Linked DNA regions of Arachis hypogaea: region 1 is linked to region 2. A link is a contact called in public Hi-C data. All regions are on one chromosome and are shown on one strand. The core of a region is the stretch at or near the end of the contact, and the rest is flanking DNA. Distances in the headings are between cores, read along the strand shown. Region 1 holds the start of LOC112737715 (phosphomevalonate kinase, peroxisomal). Region 2 overlaps LOC112737714 (transcription activator GLK1).

What was found. A called contact is a pair of places that touch in the nucleus more often than the background predicts.
Region 1: a contact with region 2 is called in a Hi-C map of leaf, with 2.6 times the contacts expected there. The contact joins the promoter of LOC112737715 here to the enhancer-like site in region 2. A contact is called at or near these places in 3 of 8 Hi-C or Micro-C datasets (leaf and an unstated tissue).

Annotation. Positions count from the first base shown.
Region 1 is chr13:23,476,142-23,482,449 of arahy.Tifrunner.gnm2.J5K5, reverse strand. LOC112737715 (phosphomevalonate kinase, peroxisomal) reads left to right here and starts at 2,810. Exons shown (of 9, transcript XM_072211485.1): 1 at 2,810-3,358; 2 at 3,464-3,515; 3 at 4,363-4,463; 4 at 5,115-5,258; 5 at 5,777-5,877. The coding sequence starts at 5,866. It overlaps LOC112737716, which reads right to left and starts at 400. Exons shown (of 3, transcript XM_025787764.3): 1 at 12-400. The coding sequence starts at 176.
Region 2 is chr13:23,384,857-23,392,143 of arahy.Tifrunner.gnm2.J5K5, reverse strand. It overlaps LOC112737714 (transcription activator GLK1), which reads left to right. Exons shown (of 6, transcript XM_025787757.3): 3 at 1,594-1,893; 4 at 2,556-2,612; 5 at 3,098-3,235; 6 at 4,329-4,833. The coding sequence ends at 4,478. LOC140177890 (a long non-coding RNA gene) reads left to right here and starts at 5,375. Exons shown (of 2, transcript XR_011869467.1): 1 at 5,375-6,094; 2 at 6,196-6,944. Within about 2 kb of position 1,738, at least 1 of the 3 cell types and tissues checked has open chromatin away from gene starts, as enhancers often do.

The sequences.
Region 1 (6,308 bases), core at 1,561-4,060, 89 kb before region 2:
AAGAAAGATACCTCGTAGGCTTCAGAAATCTGCTTGAACTTAGCTTCAGCATCTTTTTTGTTGTTGGGGTTCTTATCAGGGTGCCACTTCATGGCAAGTTTCCTATAAGCCTTCTTCAAGTCTTCATCCTTTGCATTCTTATCAACCTGCAAGATCTTGTAATAATCCACACCCATCTCTCTCTTTCTCTTCACTTTTGCTGTTTTTTCTGTTGTGTCAGTTGATTGAACAAATGATATAATGGTATTGGCAAGGAAATAAGTGTGTATGAATGAACACTTTCGTTTTAACTGTTTATAGTTCGTAGGTGTCAGTGAAGTGTATCTCGATCTCCGTGGAAATTTCCAGAAACGCACGTACACTTCTAGCCTTATACGTATGCTTAATGCTTATGGAATCACTAATCAGTGACAAAAAATTTTAAAGGTGGAGTTAAAAATATATACATTAAAATAAAATTTGTTGAATATTATTAATTATATAGAGATATAAAAATTTAAAAAGTTAGTGAATATTTTTATTTTTAAAATATTATTTATTATATATAATTTATAAAAAATATATTTTTTATTTTAAAAATTTAAATTTAAAATATTTTTATTAAATTATAGAAAATTTGTTATCTAACTAATTTTTTATACATATTTAATAATAAAAATCTGAATTAATTAGCATATTAGCGATTAATGATACACTAGTATTTATAATTTGAAACTAAAATTATATATAAACACTAGAAAAATTAAATTTGTATAGTATGTTTATATAAAATAGTAGAAATATAATTTATAATTTTTTTAATTTCCTTTTAAAATAATCAAATTTGTTATATATTTTTAATTTAATTTTGATATAATATTAGATAAAAGATTTTATGCATGTTTAATTATGTATTGTAATATTGAAATATTTTTTATTATTATTTTTAAAAATAAAAAATATATTTTAAATTAGTAAATTAATCAATTCATTTTAAAATTTTATATGTAATATAGGTACATATAATAGAACAAAAGATATAAAACAAATAATAAGGATGAATAAATTGAAAATAAAATAAAATATATAAAGTCATGAAGAAAATAAAACATTAGATTAATACCTAAAAACTATAACTATTTGAATTAAAATTTGTAATTGAAAATTTTAAAAAGAGAAACAATGAAATTGGAAGATACATAAAGTCATAGAGAGCTATATAAAAAAACATAAAGAATTTAAAATTTATCTTTTGATAAAAAAAGATGATCACTAGATAAGGAATAAAAAAAGAAGGTTGAAAATATAAAGATAAGAAAAATATTAAAGAGAATAAAAAAGTGATGACACAAAAACTAAATTTAATTAGGTTAAATAATAGTCAAAATAATAGAAAAAAAAGTGAACTTAAAACTTTGACCATTGAATTTAATTTATTTGTAATAGAGTCATTTAAAATTTAAAATAGAAACACATTATATATAACTATTTTTTTTAAAAAAAATAAAAAACACAATGGAGTAAGTGCCCCTCATGCTTGTTACTCGATCCGTGCCTGTATAGAAGTAAGTGCCCCTCATGCTTGTTACTCAATCCGTGCCTGTATAGATTGCTATAGTGTCTAAGAGTATTTGTTTAACTTATTAAAAAAAGTTAAAAATTAATATTTAATTTTAAAAATATAAAAATAAAAAATTATTAAATATTTAAAATTTATAATAAAAAATAAGTTAAATAAAAAATTAGACATAAGTTATAGATTATTCTAAAATTTATTTTTTAATAAAAATATTGAAAACTAATTTTTTAAATAGTTGATATTATTAATTTTTAAAAATTTTTTATTTTGTAGAACTTAAAGTATAGGTTTATGTTGAGTTTAGAAAAATAAATAACAAATTAATGATGACAAATATATTAATTTGGGTTAATAACTTAAAACCTTAAGTGGGTTTAATATTGTTGATTTAGTGTTTAGGTTCAAATTATTTTTGCAGTCCAAACATATGAAACCAAATGCATTCAAGGCTACTGAATGAAAAATGATTTATACCAACTCAGCCCAAGCAAAAGTAAAACAACCCTTAGTTGAGTTAAGTCCCAACGTTTGTTCATTTCGGGTATTGGTCAGACATGAAAGAGCTCACTTTTTAATTCAAATATCAAAGTAGAAGAAAGAAAAAACTAATAAAAAAAGTTAATGTTAAATCAAGTGCATTAAAAGCAAATTCAGCAGAATTTAGAGAAGTTAAAGGTAATTAATTTTTTTTAATATGAAAGTCAATTACTTCATATTTTTTCCTTTTTATACACCATTATTTTGAAAAAAATTAATGAAAGTGGTGACAAAATTTTTTTGCTATAAATCAATGATTGATGTTGTTATTTGGAGCCAAAGCACAAATCTAAAAGTTTAAATTTGGGATCATCAGTAAGCAAGTAAGTTTGTGCTGCTCTTCCTTCTTCGATCAAGCCAATATTCAAATTTCAAATTCCTAATTTTATGGTTTGAATAAAAAAAGGTAAAAGAGACTTTTAGCTGGTTAAAAGACCAAGAAGTTGACCTTTGTAAAAGAAACCTTACACTACTAGAAAACTAGTTATTACAGACAGATATTTTTGATAAATTTTATCCCACAGAAATACAGAAAGAATTTTAGAAAGATTTTTTGTTAGAAAACCAAAAAAATGAATTAACATAAATTACAGACAAAAAAAAAAATTCGTCGATAATTCCATCAAAAAAATTAATTTTTTTTCCGTGAAAAATGGTTACAGACGGAAAATCCGTCTGTAATTTAAATTTTCCGTGGATAAATATTGAGATAACCCTAATCTTATTTCTATCCACTCGATCCATTTACACTCTACCCATATCAAACGAGCTTGTTCCTCTCTCCGTCACCGAGTTGCTTATTCTCTCCATCACACCAGCTTCGTCCGCCGCTGACGTCACAGATCTCTCTCCGTCGTACCTTGCGTCGCACGGGCTCCCTCCGCCGCCGCATCCAACCCTAACCCCAGAGCTTCGTCGCGCCTCCAACCCTAATTCCAGAACTTTGTCGCGCTTCCAACCCCTGCTTCGCCGCTCCCTCCATCGACGCTCCCTCCGTCTCAAAGCCTCTGTCGTGCTCACTCTCTCGTAAGCCTTCAAACGTCGCTCCTTCCTCCATGGCTGAAACCCGTAACGCTATGTTTTTCCTCCTGCGTCGCCGGTCTCTGTCTCCTCCTGCGTGTGGCTGTGCTGAAGCTCCATGGGAAGGATATATAATGGATTCCATGGGTGAAGCTTAACCACAGCTACAGAAGTACCGCGAGACTCGACTGAAGCAGTACAAGAACTACGAGAACCTCTCGTTCTCGTGAGGATCTCGACAAGGTGAACATCTCAGCTTCTTCACGCTTTCACTTCTGATTCAGATGAAATTATGAATACTAATTCTAATTCGTTTTTAAACTCCCTGTTTATTTATTTATTTGGCAGGAGTGTTTGGAAGTGCAGAAGGAGAAGGCCTTCTGTATTGGCACCACTTGGGGTAATGATCACCACATGTTTGATACAATGACTGTGATGTCTTTTACCTTCATTTTTATCCCTTTGTTCTACGATACATTACATTACAATAATGTGTTTTGTTTTATCCCTTTAGTTTTTCTATAAATTACTTATCTTCATATTCAGTGATGTGCAAATTCTCCTTACATGAAAAGGGTACTTTGTACTGTTCAATTTGTGTGTTTGTTCTATAGCTTGAAAGCTTATGGTTACTTCTTAATGACGGTGTTTCTGTTTATTTGGTTGTTTGACTTGTATTAATTTCAGATTAGTTTTCCTTTTGCTGATATATATGTCTGCCACTAACCTCTCTTTTTAATTTAGATATACAACTGCAGTTGTCCTGAGGTAAGTAGAAAGTATCAGTTTTCGGCATATTTAGAAAGGTTTTGTTATTGGAGGAACTCAAGTGAAGTTTGGAAGTTTAGAAGATCAGGGGTATAATTATGCTCAATCTACCTGTTACATAGAGCTCGTGAACTGTGTGAAGAATATTTTCATTCTTTTTCATTTAGTTTAGAAATGCAACTCATGATTAAGTTTTATTAGTTGCTTCAAGTTTCATGTTTTAGGCCTCTTATATATATGCTTCTGATGATGGTTTTGCAATTAAAATTTTATGGATTGGTACAATCTTCAGATTCACTTCGATGTATCAACTGTTATACATGCTTTAAGTTCACTTTAGCCCTTTATGGGGAAAAGTGTAGCAGCATATTTTTGCTTGTCATTTGCTGTTTTTTATTATATTTTTTGGTGTTGGAAAATCTTGTAAGATATGTGGCTTGTTTCATAACCATGACGAATATTCTTGCCCAATGATGAAGCTGAAGCATGGAGGGTTTGCGGCAAATATGGTGTCAACAGCACAGCTCTCTTTCTCAACTTCTTTTCCTCCGAGCAATTTCTTCCAAGATTTTTGTCAAAGGTACATAGCTACACACAGCCTTTTTGTTTTCCTGGGACTCTCCCTCTCTTGTGTAATATCATTATTACTATTTGCAAACTGGAGTACCAAAAATTTAGTTCGATTTTTTCAATAGTCTGCTAATTTGAGCTGTTTTCTTGATTTATCTTAAAGTTCTATTCAAGCAATTGCTTTTACTATGGAGATTTGAATAACTGCAGAGCACGGCTGCTATTGGTTTTCTTAAGAATAACAAATTTAGTATTAATTAATAAATTACTACTTAAGAATAATGATCTAAATACATATATATTTAAATTAAATTATCCATATAAAGTAAATTAAAAGTAGAGAATTTTGTTTTCTTGTTTTGTGAAAAAATAATTTCTCTGAGAATCAATAGATGAGGGCTTACATGACCTTACCATTACATAGGGTACACGCATTAAATAAGGTGACCCATCTTAGGACACCTTTTCAGAATTTCACCCTTCTATACTGCCACATGCACATATATCCTCCTCTCTCTCTCTCTCTACTATTCTAGGGTGAGTACCATTCATTTACCATACTATTCATTTATCATCATAATAAGGTTAGTGGGAGTGGCAATAATAGAAGAAGGTAGTAGTGAGAATATATATATATATATTGGTTTGTTGTTGTGTGCAGCAGTCTCTTTCAATTGAATTGTGCCCCTTCCTTAGAAGATGGGAATGAATGGATCCTCATGTTGGCACAAATATAGACAAACCACCTTCATCAGCATCTTCATTCTCTTTGCAGCTTCTTCTACTTCCTTATTCATGGCTCAAGGTTAGTAATAACTTATTAGCTTAATTAGCTTCTAAGTTAGTTAATTAATATAATATGTGCATGCAGGAAGAGCAATGTCCAATGTAATTGAAGTTTCCCAGGTACAAATTAAAATAATCAAACTTATTAGCTAATTAATGTTTTAATAATTAATGGCATCATGTTAATTAAGTGTTAATATAAGAATGTTGTTGTGAAGAATAAGGTAAGAGTGATAGGGTCAAGGCCACCAAGGTGTGAAAGTAGATGCAGCAATTGTAAAAGAAGAAAATAAATGTTCGTATTATTTGGCTCTATGTAGTATGGATTGTGTTGCACTGTTGCTAGGCTGCTAGCCATGCTTTATAGTCGTTTAAAAGTGGAAGAATATATTCTAAAAAGTGGAAATCCTTATTAGCGTATGTGATTTATTTATTTATTACTGTTGTAGAAGTGTTTGATTTGCCTTTGCCCCGAAATTTAAATTCTCTTGTTTTGTTGTTGCCCGTGAGATGAACTGAATGAAAATCTTGGTGCAGGTTTAACATTTTCTACCACGAAAGAGAAATTAGCTGAAGCCTTTTTAGAAATTAGCTGAAGTCGTGGAATAACTAAGAAAACAGGGTTAATGTATTTGATGGTAGGTTGGTGGATTAACCACTGGAGAAGGGGAAAAAAGATGGAGTGTAGGGTATTAGTTACTTATATACCTCGTGATATTGTTGTTTGGTGAATATATTCCTTCACATAGTGATATAGCTTATTAGCTTCTGATTGTGATCTTAGATACCAAAGTAGTCATTCATCTCTCCTCTGAAGTTTTCATGCTTCTTTCCTTTTGTTTTTCTGGAATCTTGTTTGAATCTCCAGTGGAAAGCATAGCCTTGCAGTAACTGCACGTCTTTGTTAGTTCCTTGTGAGTTTTGCTGCCTTAATAGTTGATGTAGAATTGCCATTGCATAATGTTAATGGTCGGGTTTTTTGAGGGTATCATAAAACTTGACACATTTATAGGGTATTGATTTTGTATAGTATTTTGATTTTTTGTTATTGAATTTGGGGTTAATGTGT
Region 2 (7,287 bases), core at 489-2,988:
TGTTAATAGAATTAAAAAGTTGGATTACTATTAATCATATATTGTTGATAATATTATGATGATATTGATGATAATTTAGACAAAATAGATTTAGAGAAGAATTATTTGTAATAATAATAAATTGTTAGTACTAAAAAAATTACTTTGTCATTTTTATATAAAATTTAATGGGTTAAATTTATTCACTTTGTTTTTATATGAATTCACTTTGTTTTTATATGAATTCACTTTCCTCGATATCTCTCTCCAATCTTTGATTTAGTAGATAATAATAGAATTTTGTTAAATTACTTTAAAAGATGACAAATGAATTTTGATGATAGAGTTTATACGTGAGTAAAGAAGATTTTTCAGTATCTAAGTATATATAAATCTTAATCTACAAAACAAGTTGCCTAATATATTTTTTTTATGTAAATGTATTTATTCTATGAAAATTAAATTATTTTTTGTAAATGTATAAAATAATTTATATAAACTAAAAAATAAAAAATATAAGATATATATATATATATAATTAACAAAAAAAGAAAAAAATTATATTTCACTCTTCATTTTAATCTTTATTCATATTAGTATATATATTATATCAAAGTTAGAATCTAGATGTTCTTTATGAAAATTCTTATGAAAATTTATATTTGAAAAGCTCATTTAATAAATTTAATTAAATTATTAAAATTGTAAATCTATACTATTATCAGCTATCAATTATCATTTTTGAAAAAAATACTCCGTTTGATTTTTAAAGTTATACTCGAACTTCAAATTAATCCTTGAAATTTATTTTAATTACTTTAATTTAGTTCCTAAACTTTTTAATTGACCTTGTGGCGAAAATTATTGTAAAAACTAATGTGATTAAAATTTGAAAAGTGTAGGGACTAAATTAAAACCATCCAAATTTTAAAGACTAAATCAAAATGTAATTTAAAGGATCAAATTGCACCGTACGTTTTTTTTTTTTGGTCAATGTACTCGTATTAAGTATACACTAGGTACATGTTTCTCTTACAAATGAGTTTAAAAGAATATTATGTCAAGTAAATTTTATTATTTTTTAATCTTTCATTCTAAATTATTTAAATGTACAGTTTAAAATATTAAATTAATTATTTATACTGTTTAAATATTTATTTTTAATTTAATATTAACTATTTAAATTATTTTAATATTAAATTTGATATAAAAGATATTTTATTAAATGAAAATCACTATTTACCTTTACAACTTAGTTTCAAATTTTTTTCATTGTGAAGCATGGCCACCCCATTGTCTATGCTAACTGCTAACTTCCACCAAAATATATATATTGGTAGGAAGTTACGTATAATTGTTTTTATTTAAACTTAATAATTAAAAATTGATACATTACAATTTAATTAAATCTATTGAATTAACTAACCGTTTTCGATTATAAACTAAGTAAAAACATCTATACATGAGTATTTGCCGTGTGTGTATATATATATATTATATACACACGTGCGAGCGCGCTGGTTGCTTCAATTTATGGATTATGTAACTTAATAATTTAAAAAAAAAAAGTGTAGGATTTTGTGATAAAGAACAATATGATTTGTTTTAATGCAGAAATATAGATCCCATAGGAAACATTTACTAGCGCGTGAAGCTGAAGCAGCAAATTGGAATCAAAGGAGACAAATGTATGGAGGGAAGAGAGATGTGAGTAGTCCATGGCTAGCACCTACCATGGGTTTCCCTCCAATCACTTCAGTGCACCATTTCAGACCATTACATGTATGGGGACATCCCTCCATGGACCAATCTTTCATACACACGTGGCCTAAAAATCCCACTCATTCACTCTCGCAGTCGCAGCCGTGGGTGCAACCTGTTGCTCTCCCGTTCTGGCATCCTCACCACCAACTAGTTAACGCTCTAAACTAACTCCTTTAAGCTTCCAACTCATAATTTGTTGATTGTTTTCATGGTTTAAATTGTGCTTGCATGTTGCGTAACAAGAATTATGTATATATAGTTGTGCTTTGATGTGAAAAGTTATGAAAACAATTTAGTAGAAAGCATATGCATGTGATTATTGAAATTATTGCAATGCACATGTGGAATGCATCTTCATTGTAGATGCAAACCAGAATTCAAAACCATGCATGATATTAGGTAGCTATTTTTGAAGATATTTTTACCTGAAAATTATATTATTAGAATGTTAACACGTATTGTTAAATAAATTAGTTAAATATATTAATTATTTAAAATTTTTCATTATTATTTTTATACAAAAATATTTTTATGTGAGTGATGATCAAATATTAATTTAATACGTTGTTTGATTAATTTAATAACCTTGTAGCTAGCTAGTACTTCTAAAGCTTAAACTTTCTTTAATAATTTAGTTCCAGTAAAAAATTATATAATAATTTGGAAATGTGTAGTTCTCGATCATTAATAATGTTTTGTTTGTTTTATACTAAAGTTAGAATGAAAATTTGAATCTCAAGAATAACTCATCATGTTGCTTTCTTAGTTTCTTTTTCTGAAAAAAAGTATATTCTTTTTTTTTTTTCATGCAGGCTCAAAACATGCTAACCCCAGGATCACCGTGTTTTCCACAGCCTCTGACAACAAGGGTAACTGTTCGTTTACCTTACTATTTTGGAACCACCCATGTTGTCTTCTCTCTTTGTCCTTTAGATTATTATTATTCCCCCTTACCAAAACAATAACATATATTTATATATATCGTATACAATTCTTGCCATAAAACTTATTACACTTCGGTATTGTCTCGTGACACAAGAGACATGTTTAATTTGAAATTAGCAAACAAAAAAATTGTAAATCTATAACATTTTAAAACTGTACATTATTTGAAATCTTGATCCATTGTTATCTATATTTTGAAAGCTTTTCAAATTTATTCTTATCATAAGAAATGGTCTTATTAATATTTTATTTTTATATTATTGAAATTTAACATTTAGAATTTAATTTTAGTATTTAAAATTAGTCAAATATTAATAAAAAATAATAAATTTTGATAATCTTTAAATATTTCTATTATTTTGTTAGTCTAACTAACTAACTAAAGAAGAAACAAAAAAAAAAAATGCAGAAATATGGATCAGGAGGTGTGGCAGGCACTATTATTCCAGTAACATCACCACATCCACATGTTATGTACAAAGCAGCAGATCCTCCCATTAACGGCCTCTCCAGCGCCAACCCAAACCCCATCATTGACTTCCATCCGGTAAACTTCATTTCATTACTCTGCCTTTTCTTCCTTCCAACACACGCAAACATTTTTCACACATGTCTAATAATGCAATAAAATTACACCAAATGCTACATATCTAAGTTTCCAATTAAATTAAACAATAAAACTTGAATAAATAGATAATTGAGAATAATAAAAATAATGTCTATTGATGTTAGATTAATTTAGTTAGACTTAATTGATAAAAAGATTTATACGAATAGTATTGAGTAAGAGATTCTAGCGCTTTTAACTAATATTACAGTACTTTTAATTTATTAGTCTAATAACATATTTTTAACCCTTATTTTTAAATATTACTAATTAATTACTGGACAAAAACAATAAATTTTACTTGTCTTCTAATATCATCCTATACTAAAATGTGTTTTGCAAATGGCATTGTGAAATAGTATTTCTATACTTCATTGTGAAATAGTATTAACGATAAAATTGACATGAAAATTTATGTGTTCAAATTAGTCAAACTTAATTATTACTCTATTCAGATATATATTAACCAAAATGTCACTCTCAATTGTCAAAATATATTAATTTATGAAGTAATATTTTTCTACTTCATGTGAGGATCCATAAATTGCTTTGTTTTACATCATTGCTTTAACAAATAACTAAACACGACAAACTATTAACAACATGAAAATATATATGGATTTAATTGCTTTATTTGCATTGTTATTATTAAAAGAGCACATCAATCATATATTATGTTATTAAAAGTAAATTAAAACATTTTATTAGGAAACCAATCTTATTTTAACCAACAATCACCAAAAACAGTAGGGAATATACAAATGTTAAAAGGAAAAAGATAAATATAAAAAACAAGATAGGCATTGACTGATTTTGTTAAAAAAAAAAGTTGGTTTCCAATTTTTATCAAAATAAAATTACTTTTCAGGCCTATTGAAATATTAAAAGGGAGACCAATTAAATTCATATATGGAAGAACAATGTACCTGATTTTATGAATAGTGGTGGATACTAGGAAATTACCTTAAATTCTTTTCTTTTTTTTTTGCATGTTTAATTTATAATTCATTTTTTTATTTTTATATATGGGCAGTCAAAGGAGAGCATAGATGCAGCTATTGGAGATGTTCTATCAAAGCCATGGCAGCCACTACCTCTTGGACTTAAAGCTCCAGCACTTGACAGTGTTCTAACTGAATTACAAAGACAGGGAATTTCAAATATTCCACCCTCTTGTGCTTGAGAATAAAAAGGTTCTTTATCCCTTTATTGCACTTTCATGTGGTGGCCACAACAAACCCTAATTTGACGACTTCTCTTATCATTCATTATATATATGTTGCATGCACCGCATCATATATATATAGTAATATTTTGCTTTTAAAAGCAAAAGGAAAAGAAGAATTAGAAAAGGGGAAAAAAAGAAGAAGATATCTTTCATTGCTTTTTAACTTTTTCCTCAGGTGCTGTAATCTTAAACGAGGTATTAGTTTGGAGACTCGATCATTAGCCATTTTGTGTATGTACCATTGTAATGGCAGTGATTTTTGTATTAATATGAGACTAATAATATAAATAAGTTGAGGAATCCCAAGAAAGCATGCACTTTAAGGATTTTTTTTCTCTCTCTCTCTCTTTTATTTTATTTCTGTTTTTTTTTTTTTTTTTCAAGTTACACCTATAACACATACACACACCTCTTTCCATTTCACATGGATTCTATATAACCATTTTTTAGTTACAGCTAAAATTTGAATTCGATGCACTTTCTAAAGAAGACATATAGGCTGCGGTTGTTTATAGAAAAATACTGAGATAAGAATATAGAGACACAAAATTGTATTAATAAATGAGATATGAATAAAAATATTATGTTCAAAAATACTAAATTAATATATTTTGTGTTCATTTTAACAGAAAAAATACAGAAATACTAATAAAAGAGATATAATTTATTATTTATTTTTTTTATTATTTACATCAATTTTTTATAATTATATTTTTTATTATCATATTTTTTTAATAAAAAAAATTAAATTAAACTTTTATCATTTATTTTAATTTATTATTAAATAAAATATAAAAATATTAATTTTTATATTTTTAGTTTTTATCTCTTATTTGTAATATCTTGTTTTATCTTATTCTTAAAATCAAACATAAAATAATATAGATGCCGCCATTAGACTAATCCTTGGAGGGCCTTAATTACTTCTTTTTTGAGAAGACACTTTAACGAATAAGGCCCAACTTTATTTTGAGAATTTTAGCTTGCATGCGGGAGTCTAAGAATATAACCATATGTAAAGTAGCACTTCATTCCTATTTATTTGCACCCAAAAGTGAGATTGTATTTCCCTATATGTATCTTTATAGTCTTTAGTCTTATTTACCTCCAATCCAATCCCAAATATAAATATTCTTTTTATTTGGAAAGAATAATATGCTGAATTATATTTGAAAAATACGGAATCGTCTATGGTGGGAAAATTTAATTCTGGTCCTGTAAGGACCCTTTGAGAATACGCTTAGGTTCTCCTGCAATTCGTACCTGACAGCTTTGTATAAGAGATTTTGTCAAAAAAAAATATAGATAGACAATAAAAATACTAAACAATATGAACAATTAATATATTAAATATTTATTTTACTAGATGTGCAAATAGTTATTCTAATATTAAGATTTAAGTGAATAATTTGGAGATGTAGTATATTTTAATTTGATTGGTGATTATTCATGTTGTTAAAAAAAATTATTGATTACCTAGTATAAGTGTATTTTTTTTGTTTGCACCAGGGTATCCATCAAGCCGAAAACCCAATGACTAATCCCTCGGGTACTGCAGAGGCACACAAAGTGTATAACCCTATTAAATAAAGTATTGATGACTTTTTTTTTTTTTTGGTAAGTAAGTATTGATGACTTGGCTCTTAGTTGCACATCACGTTGGCTGAAACAGGTGTTTTTGTTGGACTTCCACGAAGATATTGGGCTGGGCTGAATTTGGTTTTATATGAATGGCAAAGGCCAACATTAATGGGAGAGGAGCGGACAACTACGCGGCTACGCCGGACCATAGAGGAATTGAGAAACCAGAGTCACGGCTGGGTGTGGAGAGAAGCAGCACGAAGCCAAGCGCCGATCGGAAGAACTGGCGCCACCACGGATCATAAGAAAAGGTTGGGTTTCGGCCTCAAATTGTCCGGGAAGTCCGGTTGACACAGGAACCGTGACACAGTTGCCACTTGCCAAGAAGAACGGTGAGCACCGAGAGCGGAGCCGTCGAGATCCATCCGCCGGAAAGAAGAGTGAGACCACGACACCGAGTAACTGGTTCTGAACAGCAACAAATAGATAGTTCACACGGTGGAGATCAACAAAGTGGCTCAGGCGCGATGGAGGCGACGAAAATCACGATCCCAGCAGCGGTAGACAAAGACGGTCAGAGGTCTCTCCTTCTCAGAGGAACCCATGGAGGCATGGAGCAGCACAAAGTCGAGGTCGCCACGATTAGGTAGCGGGTGGGGAGGGTGATCAGATGGGTACGGATAGGGTATTAAGGGTGGGTCTGTTTGTTGGGCTCTGTCCAAAAAGAGAAACAAAATTTTTCAAATATATTGAAAGCTTAAATGGGTCATCAACAGACCACGTCAGGTCGTCAGCGTTACATGAAAGTTTATGATAAATTGCCACTAAATTTTTTAAAATTCTATAAAGTACCTGCTCCTTCGAGATCCTAAAAATAGTGCTGGATTCGGATTTGATCAGATTGGATATAGTCTAAAATTTTATTCAATTTACATTATACTCATCGGATCGGATATGATATCCGCTTTTTTTCAGGTCAGATCTGATCCGATCCGCATAATATCGGATATCGGATCGAATCAGATTAGATACCTGATATCGGGTATATTCGTATAATTCAAAAAAATTATTTTAAATTATGTTAGGCTGTTTTTACAAAAAAAATTTAGAAAATTCATTTTTCATCTGTTTAAGCCTATTTACTTCTAAAATATTATCAATAAAAGTTCTCTTGAATAACAAA